Regions from separate parts of the Zea mays genome. Here region 2 is linked to region 1. The links are chromatin contacts, called in public Hi-C maps. All regions are on one chromosome and are shown on one strand. The core of a region is the stretch at or near the end of the contact, and the rest is flanking DNA. Distances in the headings are between cores, read along the strand shown.

What was found. Hi-C and Micro-C count contacts between places; a contact is called where the count stands out from the background.
Region 2: a contact with region 1 is called in a Hi-C map of tassel, with 4 times the contacts expected there. The contact joins the enhancer-like site here to the promoter of LOC100217184 in region 1. A contact is called at or near these places in 2 of 25 Hi-C or Micro-C datasets (ear and tassel).

What each region holds. Positions count from the first base shown.
Region 1 is chr3:48,364,176-48,370,359 of Zm-B73-REFERENCE-NAM-5.0, reverse strand. It overlaps LOC100217184 (Gamma carbonic anhydrase 1 mitochondrial), which reads right to left and starts at 2,398. Exons shown (of 4, transcript NM_001143544.1): 1 at 2,163-2,398. The coding sequence starts at 2,277.
Region 2 is chr3:49,231,048-49,237,231 of Zm-B73-REFERENCE-NAM-5.0, reverse strand. LOC100382453 reads left to right here. Exons shown (of 3, transcript NM_001175194.1): 3 at 1-1,658. The coding sequence ends at 71. It overlaps LOC100274253, which reads right to left. Exons shown (of 8, transcript NM_001148619.1): 8 at 5,045-5,459. The coding sequence ends at 5,269. Among protein-coding and RNA genes, the nearest start is that of LOC100382453, 4.4 kb to the left of the region's middle. Within about 2 kb of position 2,566, at least 10 of the 20 cell types and tissues checked have an H3K27ac peak or open chromatin away from gene starts, as enhancers often do. A contact at or near this core is called in ear and tassel, where this site is marked.

The DNA of each region.
Region 1 (6,184 bases), core at 1,149-3,648:
GTGGTTGCAAAAATTCAAAACCAAAAAGATATATAACATATTATACTGCGCACAAGCATTCTCCAGATTTTCTCCAATGTAAGTGTCACCGGGCCTAATATGCCCCCTGGCTGAGCCCAGCAAAACCCGAAGAAGGGCCCTGGTCGGCCAAAATGCCCTGTTAGGGCCAAAACTGGAGAGGTGACTTTTAGATGGAAAATTAGAATAAAGATTGTATAGGAAATAGGATTAGTTTATTAGGAAAGAGAAGTTTAAATCTAATTGGACTCTAGTTTGCTTGGGATACAAGTCCTCTAGGGACTATAAATATAGGTGTGATGCACCCATTTCAGTCTAAGAAGAAACAGAGTGAAAGCTCCTCCCTCCCTCTGCGCCTCTCTCTCTCTCTCCCTCTCCTGCCGCCACCGCCCTCTCCCCTCCCTGCACCAACGCCCTAGTCACCGTCGCTAAGCCTACCACGCCGCCGCTCTAGCCCTAGCCATCGGCCTCCACCACGTCAGCAGCATCCTTTACAGCCCGCCCTCACGGGCAGGATTGTGACAGTAAGACACGTGATAGAATAGTTAAAGGCAGATATATCAATTGCAAACCCATTAAATCATGGGATTCCTCTTTCCACAGAGTTCTTGCTGCATGCTTTCATTATAGGTAGCATAACCATGTTATCAACATTCAATATACATTAAAACTATATATTGCAATACATAGTTAGGCATACTTGCAATATTTTTTAGCATATATGATTCTTAGCCAGCCGCCCAGCCCAATGCACCACATATTTGCAGCATGAAGCACCCTGTGAGAGTAGCTAGTTCCAAGATAAGTAGAGGACAAAATTATGCCATGGGAAACAGTTCTTGTACTTTCAGTTTCCTCAATAAGCCCCCCCCCCCCCCAAAATGGTAGTTATTACTTATTATATTAGAGCCAGAATTGTCCATGAACGGGTAACTGTCCTAGTCTCCTAGCTCATTGGTACACCGGTTGGACCATCTTCATACAAAAATGACATTTAGAAAAAGGGGGTAAAATGTATGACTTTAAATTTTTTGTGGATGAATTTCCTACGAAGGAAATAAGACAACCATGCTCCATGGTTACTGGGGTGAGAATGTGCATCGTTCTGCCCCTAACATCCTAGATTCAAATCATAGGTTCTACAACAAGAGTTATAGCTGAAGAGAGGTTCCAAGGGTCCAGCTAGATGGCAGACTGCTCAAAATCATCTGGTTTAACAATGTATTTTCCTGTGCAAAGAAGCTAACATGCACATACAAGATTAGGTAGAAAAATAAGAAGAAAACAGAAAACTAACAGAACCTAAAAAGGTTTAATTCCACTTGAATGATTCCCAAAAGAATAAGTTTGAGATGAGTATTCTTGAAAATCTATTATTGAAGTCCCAGCAACTCATGAAATAAACATTCCCATGCTGCCACTGAACCAGATCTACATCTACTTACGTAGAAACAGGTCTAAATGGAGACAATCAGGTCAATTCGCATTCTCTGACACAGAAAGACTTTGACAAGACCTGATAAAACCCCATAGTCCATAGAGGGAGTAATAGTACTATATTCACATTTTGGAGAGAGACTTTCTGTCCAGTTTCAAACTTGTCTGGTATACACAAACAAGGGATAGTACTATAGATACTCAACTTAATATCATCACTGAAATGATCAACAAAGCAATTTGACATCCTGCGTACTTCTAGGCCTACAAATTTCACACCACCTTACAAAACCCAATGCTACCAAAGAATGATCCACAATTCGTAAAGGTATCGTTGGCATACTCAATCATCAATCTTATCAATTCTTTTACACTTAATACCATCAGCCTCAGTGCAACACCAGTGAAAAAATGAACAAAAGAGCAGGTCCATTTCAGCTCAAATCAGTGCGCAATAAGCTAACAACACAAAACTGTAGACAATACTCGAGTGAACCAGGCTACCCTTCTTGAATAGGGGACTTACGGGCCGGACGCATAAACATAACATTTCCCTAACCGCTACTAACCCTACCCAGCAATCCCCATTCGCTCAATCCTTTCGGCCGCTCGAATCCCCTCTACGCCCGCAGTGCTCCGCTAATCGATGGACACGGGAGGGTGATTTTAGAGGAGGACAGGGTGTGCCGGAGCGCGGCGTTACTTACTCTGCTCGTGGAAGAAGTACTTGCCCTGCAGGCGGCAGCCCAGGCGGTCGAGGGCCTGGCCAGTCTCCCGGATCCAGAACCCCACCGCGTACATCGCCTTTCCCAGACCCGCCATCTCCCCGGACGGCGGCGGAGGCGGCCAAAATCGCGAATGCGCTCGTACCCTGGAGATCTCAAGGAGAGGAGACGAGGCGAGGTAAGGGAAGGAGAGGGACGGAGGCTGGGCACTGGACCTGGTGTGCTGGGGTTCGCTCGGTGGTAGAAGAACTTTACCCTTTTGCCCCCTCTGCAGAAAGTGAATTCAGAAATGTGTGACGTTGAAAAAAAACCACGAACCCCCTACATTAGGTTTTTTTGTTTTCCCCGAAATATCAAAACTTAAAAAAAAACCTTGTTCGGTAGCATGGGATGTAAAATAAAAAAATCATACTATGGATTACATTATTTATATAATAAAGTTTAAAATAGAAAATTTGTACTATAGATTATATTATTTATATACTAATCTCTTTCTATTCATTTTGACCAGTCATTTTGTTAGACAAGGGAGGGAAAGACCGTCATCCCGATTATTAAGAAAGACCGGAACATGATCCGGACCGAGAAAATCCCTGAACCCTGATCCCCATCGCTAGCGGGTTGTCACCGCCCACTCTACAACGGCCCAGCCGAAAGGTGGCGCGCAGAGACGTAAACCGAAAGCGAGTGATGCACAATGAGGAGATTTTTAAACCAAGTCAAAAAATCGTCCCCGAGGGTGATCGAAATCGAGACCTGGAGGTGCTACTCGGAAGTTTTAACCATTACGCTAGAGGTCCTTTCGCTTCAATCCACTTGTAACTAAACAAGGAGATGTTTAGATCCTCTAGATTAAGGGTTCTAAATCTCTAAAACTAAGAGTTAGCAGCTAAAATTAGCTAAAAGATTTAGAACGGTACAACAAATAAACTAGCTTGTCTATACCTATCGAATAGTTATTAGTTGTTAATTGTTCAAACCCGGCTAACAACTTATTAGTTGACTAACAATTAGCTCTAGAGGTTTAGAACAGAGCCTAAAGTTTAGTACAGGTTTTTGATGCCATTAGGAAGGATAAACATGCACTACATTATAGAACTAATTGTATAAGTCATGGCTAATTCGCGAGACAAATCTATTGAGTCTAATTAATCTATGATTAGTGCATTTTACCGTAGCAAAATATGGTCAAATCATGGATTAGTTAAACTCAATATATTTGTTTCGCAAATTAGTCATGACTTATTGTTGAGGGCGAATACCACAGGTATGACGTGGCACGGAATCAACGAGAGGCGACGAGTGTTCAAACGATTGAATATTGTATATACTCCACAAGGCCGACCATGCCTCGTCTGAACCTAGCCTCAGGCACCAACAACAAATGTTCCTTCGTCCACCCAACTCCCGACCCCACGTGGGTCTAGGAGACGAGCGCCTCCGTCTCACGGTTCCATCTCGTCCAACCCCTGTGAAAGTCGCTTAGAGGGGGGGTGAATAGGCAAATCTGAATTTTATAAACTTAAACACACACTACAAGCCGGGGTTAGCGTTAGAAATATAAACGAGTCCAAAGGAGAGGGTGAAAACAAATCACAAGCAAATGAAAGCGGATGACACGATGATTTGTTTTACCGAGGTTCGGTTCTTGCAAACCTACTCTCCGTTGAGGTGGTCACAAAGACCGAGTCTCTTTCAACCCTTTCCCTCTCTCAAACGGTCACCTAGACCGAGTGAGCCTTTCTCTTCAATCAAATGGGACACTAAGTCCACTACAAGGACCACCACAACTTGGTGTCTCTTGTTTTGATTACAAGTGAGTTGAACACAAGAAAGAAGGAAGAAGAAAAGCAATCCAAGCGCAAGAACTCAAATGAACACAATTGTCTCTCTCGCTAGTCACTATTTAATTGGAATGATCTTTGGACTTGGGAGAGGATTTGATCTCTTTGTTTGTGTCTTGGAATGAAGTCTAGAGCTCTTGTATGAGGTTTGATGGTTGAAAACTTGGATGCATTGAAGTGTGGTGGTTGGGGGTATTTATAGCCCCAACCACCAAGTTGACTATTGGTGGAGGCTGCTGTCGTATGGTGCACCGGACAGTCCGGTGCGCCATCGGACACTGTCTGGTATGCCAGCCACGTCACCCGACCGTTAGGGTTCGACCGTTGGAGCTTCTGACTTCTTGGCCACCGGACAGGCACTATTCACTGTCCGGTGCGCCTTCTGGCGCTGCTCTGACTTCTGCGCGCGCAGGCACGTACTGTTCACTTTTACTGTACCGTTGCAGACGACCGTTGGCGCTGTGTAGCCGTTACTCCGCTGGCACACCGGACAGTCCGGTGCTACACCGGACAGTCCGGTGAATTATAGCGGAGCGACTCCTAGAATTCCCGAAGGTGACAAGTTCAGACTGGAATTCCCTGGTGCACCGGACACTGTTCGGTGGTGCACCGGACAGTCCGGTGCGCCAGACCACGGCTGCCTTTGGGTTGTCTTTTGCTCTTTTTATTTGAACCCTTTCTTGGTCTTTTTATTGGTTTGTTGTGAACCTTTGGCACCTATAAAACTTATAATCTAGAGCAAACTAGTTAGTCCAATTTTTTTGTGTTGGGCAATTCAACCACCAAAATTCATATAGGAAAAGGTGTAAGCCTATTTCCCTTTCAATCTCCCCCTTTTTGGTGATTGATGCCAACACAAACCAAAGCAAATATAAAAGTGCAGAATTGAACTAGTTTGCATAAGGTAAGTACAAAGGTTGCTTGGAATGAAACCAATAATTAATTCTACTAGATATGCATGGATAGCTTTCTTCTTATTAAAATTTTGGACCACGCTTGCACCACTTGTTTTGTTTTGCAAATGTTTTGGAAATTCTTTTCAAAGTTTTTTGCAAATAGTCAAAGGTATATGAATAAGATTTTGAGAAAAATTTTCAAGATATGAAATTTTCTCTCCCGGTTTCAAATGCTTTTCCTTTGACTAAACAAAACTCCCCCTTAATGAAATCCTCCTCTTAGTGTTCAAGATGGTTTTAGATATTAATTTTGAAGAGGGTATACCAATTAAAATTATATCAAAAATAAGATACCAATTGAAAAATCTTTTCTTAGCACAAATTTGAAAGACAACATTTTTGAAATTGGTGGTGGTGCAGTCCTTTTGCTTTGGGCTAATACTTTCTCCCCCTTTGGCATGAATCGCCAAAAACGGATACTTGTGAGTGAAATATAAGCCCTTTCAAACTTTCTCCCCCTTTGGTAAATAATATAGGAGTGAAGATTATACCAAATTGGAGAGCGTTGTGGAGCGACGACGAAGGATGAATAATTCGATGGAGTGGAGTGGAAGCCTTTTGTCTTTGTCGAGGACTCCATTTCCCTTTCAATCTATGACTTAGCATAATATGCACTTGAAAACACATTAGTCATAGCACATGAAAGAGATATGATCAAAGGTATATAAATGAGCTATGTGTGCAAAATATCAATCAAAATTCCTAGAATCAAGAATGTTTAGCTCATGTCTAAGTTTGGTAAATGTTTTCTCATCTAGTGGCTTGGTAAAGATATCGGCTAATTGTTCTTTGGTGTTAATATAAGCAATCTTGATATCCGCCCGTTGTTGGTGATCCCTCAAAAAGTGATACCGAATGGCTATGTATTTAGTGCGGCTGTGCTCAACGGGATTATCTGCCATGTGGATTGCACTCTCATTATCACATAGGAGAGGAACTTTGGTTAATTTGTAACCATAGTCCCTAAGGGTTTGCCTCATCCAAAGCAATTGCGCGCAACAATGGCCTGCGGCAATATACTCGGCTTCGGCGGTAGAAAGAGCTACAAAATTTTGTTTCTTGGAAGCCCAAGACACCAGAGATCTTCCCAAGAACTGGCAAGTCCCTGATGTGCTCTTTCTATCAATCTTACACCCTGCCCAATCAGCATCGGAATAACCAATTAAATCAAAAGTGGATCCCCTGGGGTACCAAAGGCCAAACT
Region 2 (6,184 bases), core at 1,317-3,816, 870 kb before region 1:
AAATGCGCGCCCTGCAAGAGCTCATCCCCAACTGCAACAAGGTACGACGATCCATTTCTACCATCTTTTAATTAGGCCCCGTTTGATCTGATTAGTCCCTCTATTTTAGTCACATTTAGTCCATAAATTACCAAATGGTAGGACTTAAACAGAGACTAAATTGTTCTAGTCTCTTAAGAGGTGACTAAAAAAACTAAACCATATAAATTCTACCTTTTGCCCTTCCTTTATTTCAGTTGCACTAACGACGGGCGAATGCTACGAGGTATTTTGGTTCTCTTATGATTCATTTAATCTGTTTTAAATACTTTTAGTTACTAAAACTAAACAGTGTTGTTTTAAATACTTTTAGTTACTAAAACTAAACAGTGTAGAGACTAAAAATTTAGTCTCCTAACTAAACTTTAGTCCCTGTACTAAAGTAACCAAACAACCCCTTACTTATCCGACACTTTTGAATCCCTAGGCATTTGGTAAATCGGTAGCAACAGATGCATCACCTTTCTTGCAGATTGACAAAGCCTCCATGCTGGATGAAGCGATCGAGTACCTCAAAACCCTCCAGCTTCAAGTTCAGGTGACACTAAAACCACCTAATTGGAAATGTAGCACGGTTCTTTCAGATAGATGCAAACATAAATGCACTGACAAGATGGTGGCTATCTGACACGCAGATGATGGCCATGGGAAGTGGACTGTGCATTCCTCCCATGCTGCTGCCGCGAGCCATGCAGCTGCAAATTCCTTCAATTGCTCATTTCCATCATCTCGGCATGGGATTGGGTTATGGGATGGGTGTCCTCGATATGAACAGCACAGCGGCAGTTCCATTTCAGCCCATCCCTGGTGCTCACTATACTTGTCCGATGATCCCAGGCACGCCACCACAAGGTCTTGGAATTGGAATGCCTGGCACAAACACGATGCCAGTGTTTGGACTCCCTGGGCAAGCAATCCATCCCTCAGCGTCTAGCGTACAGCCATTCCCATCGTTGGCGGGTCTTCCTGTTAGGCCAAACCTGGCACCTCAAGTCCCAGCCGTCATGGCTAACATGGTGCAGGAGCAACAGCAAGGCGTAGCGACTCAGCAGCAGCAGAGTCTGAATAATGAAGCTCAACAGAAAGCAAATACCGGAGATCCACAAATACTACAAAAATAGATGAAGAGATCTTCGCCAGTAATCAGTTTCTGGATGGTGGTGGCAACAGGACTAATACTATAGGGAGAAATGAGGCTGAAACATAAAAACGGTCAGCAAGTGCCAGTGTGTAACCTGACTCGAGCTAAACTTGACACAAATCATGGAACTTGGCAGAGCGTTATTATCCTAATAGATAACATGGCTGATGATTTTCAGGTCTCGACTAACAAGCTGCAGGTGTGAATATCAGCACCAACTCATCATGGAAGAGCTTAACGAGTTTCATGATTCACGAAGCAGATCTATCACTTGAAAAAGGTCCAATCAATCAAGATGGATTTGGTGGCGGGATGTCTAGCTTAGCGAGCTAAGATGCTCCAAAGTTTTGTGTAAAATGTAGATGGAACCTTGTTACAAGTAACATTTCTTGGCAGCGATGCCGTTTTCAGGTGTTTTTTTTTTTTGTTGCTTCACTGAAGTTTTCTTGAGTCAATATATCTTATTTTCCCAGACCTTAAGTGATCATATGCACAAAGATATCTGTGTGGCTCTGCTTTAACTCTATCTCTTCACAAATAATAATGAGCTAATAACTGTTCAGAGCTGCATCCTTAAGCAAATATGCAACCACATTATTCTGCAGATGTATGCATAGGGCCAGAAAAGCAGTAATATGAAAGTTTTGAAAATTTCCAGTAATGACACCATACTTAAATATCTTTTGAACATCAAGGAGCAGAAATGAATTAATTCACATAGATGATCTGTATAGTCAATATAATTTAGCCGAAGTTATGTTCTAGACTGCTTAGTTTGCCACAAAAAAAATAAGAATAGAAGATGTAATCCATATTCTGGTCAATCAGAGTACTACTTTAAAAAGTGTGTAGTCTTAATTTGAACACAAGCTACAGGAGAGATGTCTTAAAAAAAGGAGTTTCTGGGGAGCGTGCAAAAAAAATCTCAATCGTGAATATATTTTACCTACTTTTGATTACATGTTAGCGTCATCATGTTGACTTCAATTCTTAAAGTGTAACCTTTGTTAGCCCATCAGGAAACAAACATTAAACTATTAGTCATAATATAAATCGCATATTATACTCAACAATACTAAAATAAGTTCAGGGCCCAGCATGCAGCAAGTACAATGCAAAAATGAAAAGGTGGGGCTAAATTTTAATCTGAAATGCTGGACTTGATAAAGTCTTAAAGTACGTACATCTTTGGCCTAGAAAAAGAAAGCATGCATCACGGTGTACTGCTAGTACTAGTCATCTGCCCTGGCATTTTAATCTTATGTTTTCCATTGCACACAAATCACTCTACAGTAAACTGTGTAAGAGGATAAGCTAGTTATGGTATCTAACATTATTGTATCACTTGATGGAGGTACAGGATTGCTTTTCCCTACCTATTTTATTCGTGATGTGACATAACTTTGAAGACTGGTGTGGACAGGCATCTGATACATTCATGCATCTATGCATGTGGAGAAAGCACAAGCAAAGTCCCCTCCAATAATTCAGGTCTTATCATTCAGGACTAGGTGTTGTCGTCAGTTTTCAGGCCTATCTTCAGATCGTCCATTGATGGATCTTGATCCCCTCAAATCGAGGAAATGCTATGTGCCTTGCCAGCTTATCCTACGCCTATCTTTTCTTTTCCTCCTCTGCTTTTGTATAACAGATATTTTACTACTCCATCCCGACTTGTTCTTTTGGTCAGCAGTCAGCACCTATCCATGCCCTGATCAACTACAGTAAGGAAAATAACAGACAACGATATCTAAGAAAGGAAACACTGATGTACATATATTCAAGGACTGAAGTGGGTCCAGCAATAAAAACATCTCATGTGGTGGTAGACAGAAATAAACATGCACATGATAAGACAACTCCATTGTCTTTATTATAGATATTATTCCAGCAATACCTGGAGTTGTACTATGATGGACTCAACAACCACAATCAAGTTGCACAGTTAGGCCCTATTTGGTTCCTCTAGTCACCTTTCTAAACTTTAGGTATTAAACTTTACTCTTTAAAAACTCAGCCAGTAACACGTACCGTATAGTCATCCAAAACATTGTTTTGCACTGCAGAATGCACTGTTCATAGAATGGGGTTTGAAATAGGAGGTGAAATGGGAGATAGGATGGTTAAACTGCTAGAGATAGTCTAACAGACAGACCGCCCCCACGGGTATTATATTAAGAAGCTCAATCGGAGCCCTGACCGAGAAAGGTCACAAAAGCTGACCTCCGTATAGCATGAGGGTCCACCCCTTATATGCCAGATCTTTAAGAATATCATGTTTGATTCTAGGGACTAAAATTGACGAAAGAGCATTAACTATTGTGTATAAAAACAAGGTACCCCTTAATGCAGGTATTCTTCAGTTTGCACCACAGAAATTATAGTAACAACTCAGTTTGTAACCAAGGGTCCAACGAAGTATATCAAATAAAAATATGTTCTCTACCACGTCAAAATAAGCACTCATATTGCATATACCCTAATTTCTTTGGGAACTGCCTACATTTAGTTGAATAGCTGTATCTGCCCTGCCCTACATGTTGATGTCATGACCGATGACATTTCAAACTATGGACACCTGATAGTTTTGACTTGAATTAAATATTAGTTTGCCTAAAAGAATATAAAATAATAGTTGCACGTCGGTTGACAATAGATAATTAGAATTTGTTGAAGCATGGTATTTTGTTTAACATTTAAAAGCTACATAGACTATGTTAACTTTTTGTCAGATACTCCACCCAAATGATGGTTCGAATTTGAATACAAATCAAGCTGACACCAGCAGAAATTTGCCTCTTTCAATAAAGAATAATCTAGCAGCTAACCATAAACACTGGCCAGAAGCTGTAAAGATGGGGCTTAAACAGTTCTAACTTCTAAGAACCCTATTACTGCCTACCATAACCTCCTGGTGTGATATTAGGTTAAGGCAAGTATACGGTAGCTAGCCAAATTATCTAATTAATAAGGTATGGCCCAGCACAATTGTTTGCATGTGCTGCTTTCTTTTCATCCAGCAAAAGGGGCTCAGATAAGCATGAGTCAGTTTCAGGCTTTATGCTCTTATTTTAAGACGGATAAACTATTAGCACTAGCATTATATGTAAGTGGTAAGCGACATCTATATAAATGAAAAGGCTTTGTAATAGCTTAAAGAAGATTTCTTAACTTGGAAGCCCGATGGACTCACCAATTAAGGGCTTGTTCGGTTAGCTCTCAATCCATGTGGATTGAGTGGGATTGGATGGGTTTGAATCCCAAACAAGTCAAACTTCTTAAGAATTTTTTCCAATCCCATCCAATCCATGTGTATTGGGAATAACCGAACAAGGCCTAAATAGATTATTCATGCTTCTGGATTAAGGATTGCTGACCTCTCTCATATGGAGAAAGACTGGTCCGGAAAGGCCAGCATCATCATGAAGATAGAATAGATCTCAGACAAATCACTTATGTTGCCAATACTTAATGAGAGGCACCTGCAGATGATCCATCCATTCTTCTCCCTTTTCCATCACCATTGAGGTAGCAATGATAAGAACGGGTCACAGTTCAACAAAGACAGTTCATTTTTGTAGGAAGTCAACTTTATGAAAGGATGAACTTAAAACCTGCCACAATACAAATCAACATCACAAAGAGTGATACATTTCATTGATTCCTAAAAAACCCTATACCATTTACACAAGATTCTCCTATGATAAGATGTGTTCTTCAATTTCTCCAATAGATGCCATATACAAATATGAACCACAGATTCAGTGCACTGAAAATAACTAAATTTATGGACAGCATAAGCGCTGAAATCGAGAAAATAAAGTAAAATGCCAGTCACTAAACGATATGCATCAAACAGTATATGAACTAAGTTTTTAGGGTATTGAAACCACCGTTTCAAAAAAAATGTAGGAGGTGAACCATGGAGGCTCAATAAAACAGCAGGCAACATTGAGGAATATCTGCAACAGAATTGCCCTTTTATAAGGATGGTGTAACAAGAAACATAAGACACATTGTTGGGACTAGATGATTTGACTAGATCACACTATGTACAGGTCAAATTGATTAAACGTAAAATGGAGCATTTAGATGGGCTCCAGTCTAATTCTTGACATGTTATGGCTCAATGATTCAACCACTTCATCAGGTGATTCCTCGTTGGAAGGTGCCATTGGTTCTTGAACATGAATATGAGGGACGTCATCCTGCAATTCTGCTTCAAGCTTGCTGAACTCTTCATCAATATCTCCTTCATCATCTAACGACTGGAGTGGTACTGATTCAGCAAATAACCCAGTCAGAATGTCACAAAAAAATATTTAATTCTTTTTGGAGATGAGTGTAAACTGGCTTACATAAATACATGGGGCATATAAGTAGTACTGCATTAGCCAAAAACAGTGCAAACTATTTTCTATAACTAATACAATCATACATGTGAAGTTTGCAGCAGAAGCAAGGGTAACACAATGCATGCAGTTCATTGTTCCAACTAGGCAACTGAGAACATAATCATTTATCTCTGTTAGACATGTGTGTGTCTTAACTGTAATGGGTTTAGGACTTTAGGCCCAGCCCAGATCTAATAATACACATAAGGGTTAGGGTTTCCAATTTAACAAGGTATCAATCTTCTTTCCCCCTCCCTCTCCGTTCCCTAGTGTTAGAATCTCGTTTAGGGTTTGGGGTTCTCCCCGTGTAATTACTCTCTCACCCCTATGTAATGGGCCAGGCCTAGTTAACTCAAGTCTATTAATACATCACCCATCCCTAAGACAGGGTTAGGGTTTCCTACATGGTAGAGCTAGGTTAGTTTTTCTTCTCTCCCCCCTCCCTCCCTACCTAGTCGCTGCACTAGCAGCCGCCACCGATGCCCCACCGCCGCTCACCCTCCCCCCCCCACCGCCGACGTCCCCAGCCTGTCAAGGGCGTTGAGCCCTCGAGCGGCTGGACCGTGGCTACATAGTTCGTAGCCGTTGTGTCTTCTCCGGCGAGGTGTTC